Regions from separate parts of the Pan troglodytes genome. Here region 2 is linked to region 1. The links are chromatin contacts, called in public capture Hi-C maps. All regions are on one chromosome and are shown on one strand. Each heading gives the region's core, a stretch centred on a gene start, on an enhancer-like site or on the middle of the called end of the contact. The rest is flanking DNA. Distances are from core to core; before and after follow the strand shown.

Region 1 (3,237 bases), core at 424-2,923:
GCAGTGTGCACTCATCTACGTCGCCCACTTTTGGCATGTCCTTGTCTCCGTCTGCTAAAATGAAAAACCTCTAACTGCTGTAATAAATTTGGCTAAATTAGCTGCTAAATGGTTATCTCAAGTAATATGTATTTGCATTAATCATCTTGCTCTAAACCAGAACAAGCCAGAGTCCTAAAGACGTAGTAAATTCATATTGTCCATTTAATTACGGCTAATAAGTGCTTCATATACAATAGTTTCATGAAGTACATTTAGATTTTTTTTTTTTTTTTTTTTTGGAGGCGGGTGGATGGGTGTGAAGGGAAGTCACTTTGGAAAAGAGCTGTGTTTAAGGCTGTGGAAGCTCTTCTCATCTTGTCCTGAGCCACTCTTCCTGGCTCTGAAAGTGCCACATCCAACTATTACATCCATAAACATATAAACTTTGAAGGTTTTCTTCCATTCTCCTTTTTTTTTCTCACAGCACACTAACGGGACCGTTGTAAAATTTGGTAATTATGTCTTAACTGTTACTTGAAAAAGCCTCACTTTGATGAGTGTTTCAAATCATAACAAGTTTCATTCTGAAACTCCTCACCAGTTTAGGGTGTTTTGAAGGCCCGGAACTGTCACCTTCTCTTGGTGGCGTGGCTCCACAGGTTGCATTGTACTCTCCTTTTGTAGGCAATTGTAAGTTCTGCCATTCTGCATGCATGGCTTCCCAGGCTACAAAACTGCGTGGTGAAGCTGAAAGCAGTAAAATACTAACTCTGCCATACAGCTCTTCTGTCAAACCATTGTTGCATGCAACAAGATGTGCTTTTATTCAAATCCTCTCAACCTGGTTAACTATTAATAGAGGAACGATGGGTTATATAATTCTGTCCACTATTTTCACAGAGAAAACTTACAGCACCCCAATCAGTGGTTGGGGGTATAATTCTGTCTGCTTTGTGTCTGGAATGAGGAATAATTCCAAATGGTTCTAGTATGTTTAACAAAGGCAAAGAGACTAAGAAGCCCCTTTTTTAGAATCACATGGAGAATACATTGAGATGGCAGGCCAGATCAGCACAGCCTGCCTGGGAGTTCTAGACTAGAATTTGACCAAAAGCAGGCAAAATTTTAAAAAGAATTATCTCCATTTTACAAAGTATACAAAAGGGGCAAAGGGATAAAGGAGTTATAATATCAAATTAGAATCTGCAGAATCAATGTAAAGATCACCCCCTCCTTCCTGATAATACTTTCTCTTAATAAAATCCCAATTTGGAAATGGATATCCAGCCAAACGTTTGGCCTCCCCAGTGGTCTGCACGTATGTGTAGCGAAGGGGGCTGAAAGGCTTCTTTGCTAAGGGACCGTATGGTGTCATCTTTTTGAATTACAGTAGGATGACTCTGGGTCTACCTAAATGGATCTGTGTTTCCTGAGAAGATAAATCCAGCACTCATTTGTTAGGGCCCATGAATATAATAATACAGCTTTCTTTATCACCCAGGCCAAGGGTCAGCTAGCAAGAGAGGAGAGCTAAATATGAGAGAGGCAGGACGGGTGACTTCTGATGTGAGGAGGTATCTGTAAAAAGACTGAAGGGGAAGGGAATGGCTCAAGGCTTCCTTGGGGAGTCGGGGAGCCACGTGATAGCCCTTGACTTCCTGTGGTGAATACCACAAAGCAGGTTCGGGAGCCCACCGTGGGCGGCTGAAGAGGACGAGTTTGACTGACCTGTGGTTTTACCCTGGGCCAGTCTGACAGGCAGAATTCCTAAAGGGTAGGCAATCTCACTTGGTCTTTCCTAGGGATTGGTGTTTTCTGAATGAGACCCCCAAGCGCCAGTGGGAATCTGGATAACTACAGATACGGTGCAGAGTTAGGACAACATGTTTACCAAAATATCACCCGAGTTGCTTTTGGTTTGCAACAGATCTTGTAAAAGAAATCATAATGTTTGGGAGGCCAAGGTGGATGGATCACTTGAGGCCGGGAGTTCGAGACTAGCCTGGCCCACATGGTGAGACCCTGCCTCTACTAAAAATCCAAAAATGAGCCAGGTGTGGTGGTGTGCACTCGTAATCCCAGCTGTGAGGGAGGCTGAGGCACAAAAATCGCTTGAGCCTAGGAGGCGGAGGTTGCGGTGAGCTGAGATTGCACCACTGAACTCCAGCCTGGGTGACAAAGCGAGACTCTGGCTCGAAAAAAGAAATCATAATGGAATTTAGCTTCTTTAAAAAATGAAAAAGAAATACCTTTTGCTTGGGCCTCCAGAATATAAATTTATGACTTTGGGATGAAGCTTCTTTCCTTGAAAAAAAAAAAAAAAAAAAAAGTCCTACTGGCAAATCAGTTGGATCATTCCAGCTGCGCCAGAGGCAGGATCTGACAGCTTTTCCTGAACTCATGTGGTCCTAATCAGCTCAAGAAGAAAAGCCACCTTGGTGCCAGTTTGAAAGAGATTTTTAGTGTGTAATAAATTAGAGAACTTGAAAAACACAGAAAAAACTTTTTTGATTCTCTTCAATCCAGTGGCTGTTGTTTTTTATTGTCAAGTTTTAGGTTTAAGCAGTGAGAAAGGAGAGAATATTTGAATAAGTTTATTTCATAAAATTCCTTTTGCGGGAATAACAAAAATAAGCACCACGTGAGTTACTTGATATGAAAGTCCTTAAAAAGATAGTTAATTGTCCCTTGAAAAGAGAGAGATACTTATCACACCAATGAGCTTAGGAGTAAAGTCATAACCATGTCTACAAACTACAAAGGGAAAGGAACAGAGGGAGAGGAACTAGAGAGAGAGATTCTAATTTGAATATCACATCCTTGTCATATGGTCTAGGTACCTCTAACATGTAACCTGGCATCTTTTCTTTGGTTTATTCCAAAGTTTACTTTCTACTCTCCAAAATTTTTGGGCTGAGCAACCTGTGTGTCTCTCGCTGAATTCACTGATCGTGTCAAAGCATCTCTAGAATTATGTCTTTAAAGTTGTACTCTAGTAATTACTTTTAGTTTGAGGATCCCAAAACTTTTAAATGACCTCTTCTTAGATTTGACAAAGTAAACCTGAAGACATAGAGAGGATAAATACACTTGCATAGGTTAGCTTAGAATCTTGAAAGGTCCCAGACGTAACTGGGAACATCTCTGCTAGCACACAAGAACATGTTCCTTGCTCCTCTGAAGCCCAGGGTGTAACCAGTTGCTTTTGGCTGTTGTTGCTCGAAGGGAAACCAGGAGGCTCTTCTTGGCACCATC
Region 2 (3,438 bases), core at 42-2,541, 310 kb before region 1:
CAGAACCTGTGGTTTTAGGGCCTGGGGGCCATGGAAAGAGCAAGGGGTGGCTTCATCCTCAGGTGGATAGTTCTCCTTCCTGGGGCCTCTCTTCCTTCCTCTCTCCCTTGCTATCCCCTAACCTGTCCCAGTGCTTCTTTAGAGACCAGGAAGATTCTCAGGAATGGTTGCCCCTTGGGCCAGTGTTAGAGCAGGAATCTAGAAGGAAGGTCATGTGTTAGGCCTGCAAAATTTACCCTTCTCCCCAGATGCTTCCATTCCTTTTTACCTCACTGCCCTCCCTTAGATTTTTATTTGGCCTAACTTAGGTCATTTTTTTTTAACAAAAAAAAAAAAGAGGGGGGAGGGCTATTGGCATAGTTCTACCTCAGCAACTATCCAGGGAGCCTGGCCTGGTCCAGGCATGCAGTGGGTTTTCCTTCAGAAATGAGTCCTTTGAGAGCCCAGAGAAGGGCAGCCCTGAGCCTGTTCACTCAGCCTGACCTGGAAAAACTGCAACCCACTGAGACACTCTGTTTCTCAGTTCTGTCCTTTCTAGAAGGTACCATTCCTCCTGAAAGGTCAAAGTGACTGTTCAGTCTCAATCTATCATGTGATGAAAGGTGTGGTACCAACTACAGCAAATAAACTTACAATTTCCAACATCCAACCAAAGAGGCTGACTACAAAATAAAGCTATTCCTACGAAACTGCAATTTTTGCAGGTCAAATTTTCAGCCAGCCACCAGAGGGTGCCCGTAGAGCTCTCTAAAAATGACCAAAACCTGAAGAATTAGAGGAGAAAGAAAATTTCCAGTGCATGAAAGACCAGGACAAAATACAGCTTACCCCCACCTGACTTGAACAGATACACAGGCCAGACAAGGAGCTGTGAGGCTGTCAACAACAAGAACCAGGGTGGGAGTAACCCCAGATTTTACCTAGATATGAGCTAAACAAGTTGCTTCTTGATTTCACATTGGCAATTGCGATAGTACTTTGAGGACTGGCCCAGAAAGCATTTTCATCCCCTGGCAAAACTCTTCCCCATCAGCTTCCCAACCATGTGTACAAACGAAATGCAAATACATGTAAATATTAGCCTGAGTCAAAGTCTTCTTGGAAGGTAAGGCTGCTTGCGACTGCTGCTGCTTTGAAAAAGAAAAATCCTATAATGCAAGTGAAAGGACAGATTTTCTGAGCCACTGCTTCTGCACCAGGGTGAGGGTTCAGAAGGACGAAATACAGGTGCCATGGTTCTCTGAAGAGATGGTCTTGTGTGGAGCACACCTGGAATGAAAGGATGGGGACAGCTTCTACCCTCTCCCCAGCAGGGCCTGACAAGCAGGCTGTGTGGCATTCCTGTATTTCCAGGGCTGGCACAGTGGCTGACACACAGTAGCTGCCTGTAAATGTTTGTTGAATGAGTGAATAAATGACTAGGAAGGGAGCTGGAGTGGGTGTGACACTGTCTGGGCTGGCTGGAGCTTTCACCAGGTTGAGGGATGACAGGGAAAGGGGTAGGTGGGTGTGGGAGGGTAATTTCCCAGTGAGGAGAGATTCTGTGTTTCATCTGGGTTGCCTGTCTGAGGCCTTTTCTGTGGGCAACTAAGGCCCTAAGACAGAGTGTGTGGACTCTGCCCTAATGATAGTCAAACTGCCCAATGGTCCCATTCATTCACATATTTGTCTACTAATTGACAGCTATTGAGTACCTAATGGGAACCGTGGCCTTCATCCCTCATCCCTACACAGGCGACCCCAGACTGTCTTAGCCACCTTCGTGAGCTGGGGATGGGAATGCCGGAGGAAGTGAGCACATGGCTAATACTGGGCAGGGGCTTTGGCTGTCTGGAAATGCAGCCAGCAGGGAGCTGGACTGAGGCACCGGTTGCTGGCAATTGGGCCATTTGTCTCTCTGGACAAGTGCAAGCAATAAGTGTGTATGTGCTCTGTGTGTGTGAGACTATGCAGGTGTGAGTGTGGGTTGCAATAATATTTCACCTTTACCATTTCACAACCCTTTGGCAGCACCCAGCCTCCCTTGCTGCGCCTACAAGGGAGAGAAGAGGTGATTAATATTTAAATTTGGAAATAGCTGTAGTTTGGAGACAGACATTATCATTCTAATTCACCATTGGAGAAATTATTATGTCCATGCTTTGCAGAGTATAATGTAGCCTCTATATTTGCTCCCTTCCTAATTTTTCTCCCTTGGGGCTGCTTTAATGACAACTTTGGGGGGATTACAGCCTTCAGATGAACAAAGGGGGATGTCTGACTTGGAAGAAAGAGAATGGGTTTAGGAATCTTCTTGTTTCTCTCCTCCCCTGCCCATGGCTAAGTCTGTCCTTCTGATACTATAATGAGCATCTTTTCCCCACCAGACTGAGAAGTGTAGTTTCTTGAGCTATAACCCTTTTAGTTTGCAAATCTCACACTGATGAGGTGCTGATGATCGCTGGGCCCACTCTGAGTAGTGGCCCAGCAGGATTCCCCACACTCTGTGAGCTGTTTGATGGCATAGATTATGCATCCATCTAGTCCTTTTAAATTTCTGATCTCCAACAGGTCTTGGCACAGTCCTGTGTACTGGGCAAGGTTAGACACAAGTGAGAGGCTATTAGGAAAGAGCTTCAATAAACCAGCTATAGCTAAAGCAAAGGAAAATGTTCTGGAAAAGCTAAGCAGGCACCCGAAGAAGCTTCCATTGGATTTTCCCATCAGATTGCTTTTGTCATAAGATCTTCTCTGGGGAAAAAAAATCCATTTTTTTTTTAAAGGGAAGGAAAGAAAACCCATACCTAGAGGCAAAAGATGGCCCAATGACATCTTTGCCTGAGCTCTCTGTCAAGGAGAATCTTAGTGGAAGCCACAAGATTATGGAGTTTAGACATCAACAGAGAGAGTGTGGGTCAGGGAGGAGCTTACCTTAGACACACTCAGCATGGACCAAGGGGAGTTGTGTGGATCTGTGAGTGCCATTTTATCAAATACATAGAGATGACCTCTTTGCTGTTTATAAGAGCGAACTAATGGGAAGAAGCCAGCTTTAAAATTACCATTTTGTCAAGAAAGAATAGAGCAAGCACTATAAACATTTACCTTTTTTTTTTTTTTTGGTCTGTTTAGTAGATAAAATTCTATAAGACTCAACTACTTGTTATGAAACAAACTTATCTTGAGTATCTCCTATGTCTCAGGCACCAAGACCTGTACTCTTTGGAGACTATGATGGACAACACAACATGAATTTCTTGCCCTCAGGTGGTTTACAATCTAGTGAGGGAGGCAGACAAATGACCAGATGACATCCGAGAGACCAAGCTTTGCCTGCCCTCCTGTGGCCTTGGCTGGGGGATCCTCCTGTGGCCCATGGAAGGGGCATTTCTCTGAACTGAAGGACTCCACCTCTCCTATGCTATAACTGGCCAGGGATGGGCCTGCAGTGGCTGATCA

What was found. Capture Hi-C pulls out chosen DNA fragments and counts their contacts.
Region 2: a capture Hi-C map of stem cell-derived neural stem cells shows a contact between it and region 1, with 5 times the contacts expected there. The contact joins two enhancer-like sites. A contact is called at or near these places in 1 of 7 Hi-C or Micro-C datasets (stem cell-derived neural progenitor cells) and 1 of 1 other capture datasets (stem cell-derived neural stem cells).

What each region holds. Positions count from the first base shown.
Region 1 is chr15:32,028,212-32,031,448 of NHGRI_mPanTro3-v2.0_pri, reverse strand. The region is part of intron 9 of NPAS3 (neuronal PAS domain protein 3); the gene reads right to left. Among named protein-coding and RNA genes, the nearest start is that of EGLN3, 160 kb to the left of the region's middle. Within about 2 kb of position 1,673, at least 2 of the 24 cell types and tissues checked have an H3K27ac peak or open chromatin away from gene starts, as enhancers often do. A contact at or near this core is called in stem cell-derived neural stem cells, where this site is marked.
Region 2 is chr15:32,332,709-32,336,146 of NHGRI_mPanTro3-v2.0_pri, reverse strand. The region is part of intron 1 of LOC104001998 (a long non-coding RNA gene); the gene reads left to right. Among named protein-coding and RNA genes, the nearest start is that of EGLN3, 150 kb to the right of the region's middle. Within about 2 kb of position 1,291, at least 6 of the 24 cell types and tissues checked have an H3K27ac peak or open chromatin away from gene starts, as enhancers often do. A contact at or near this core is called in stem cell-derived neural stem cells, where this site is marked.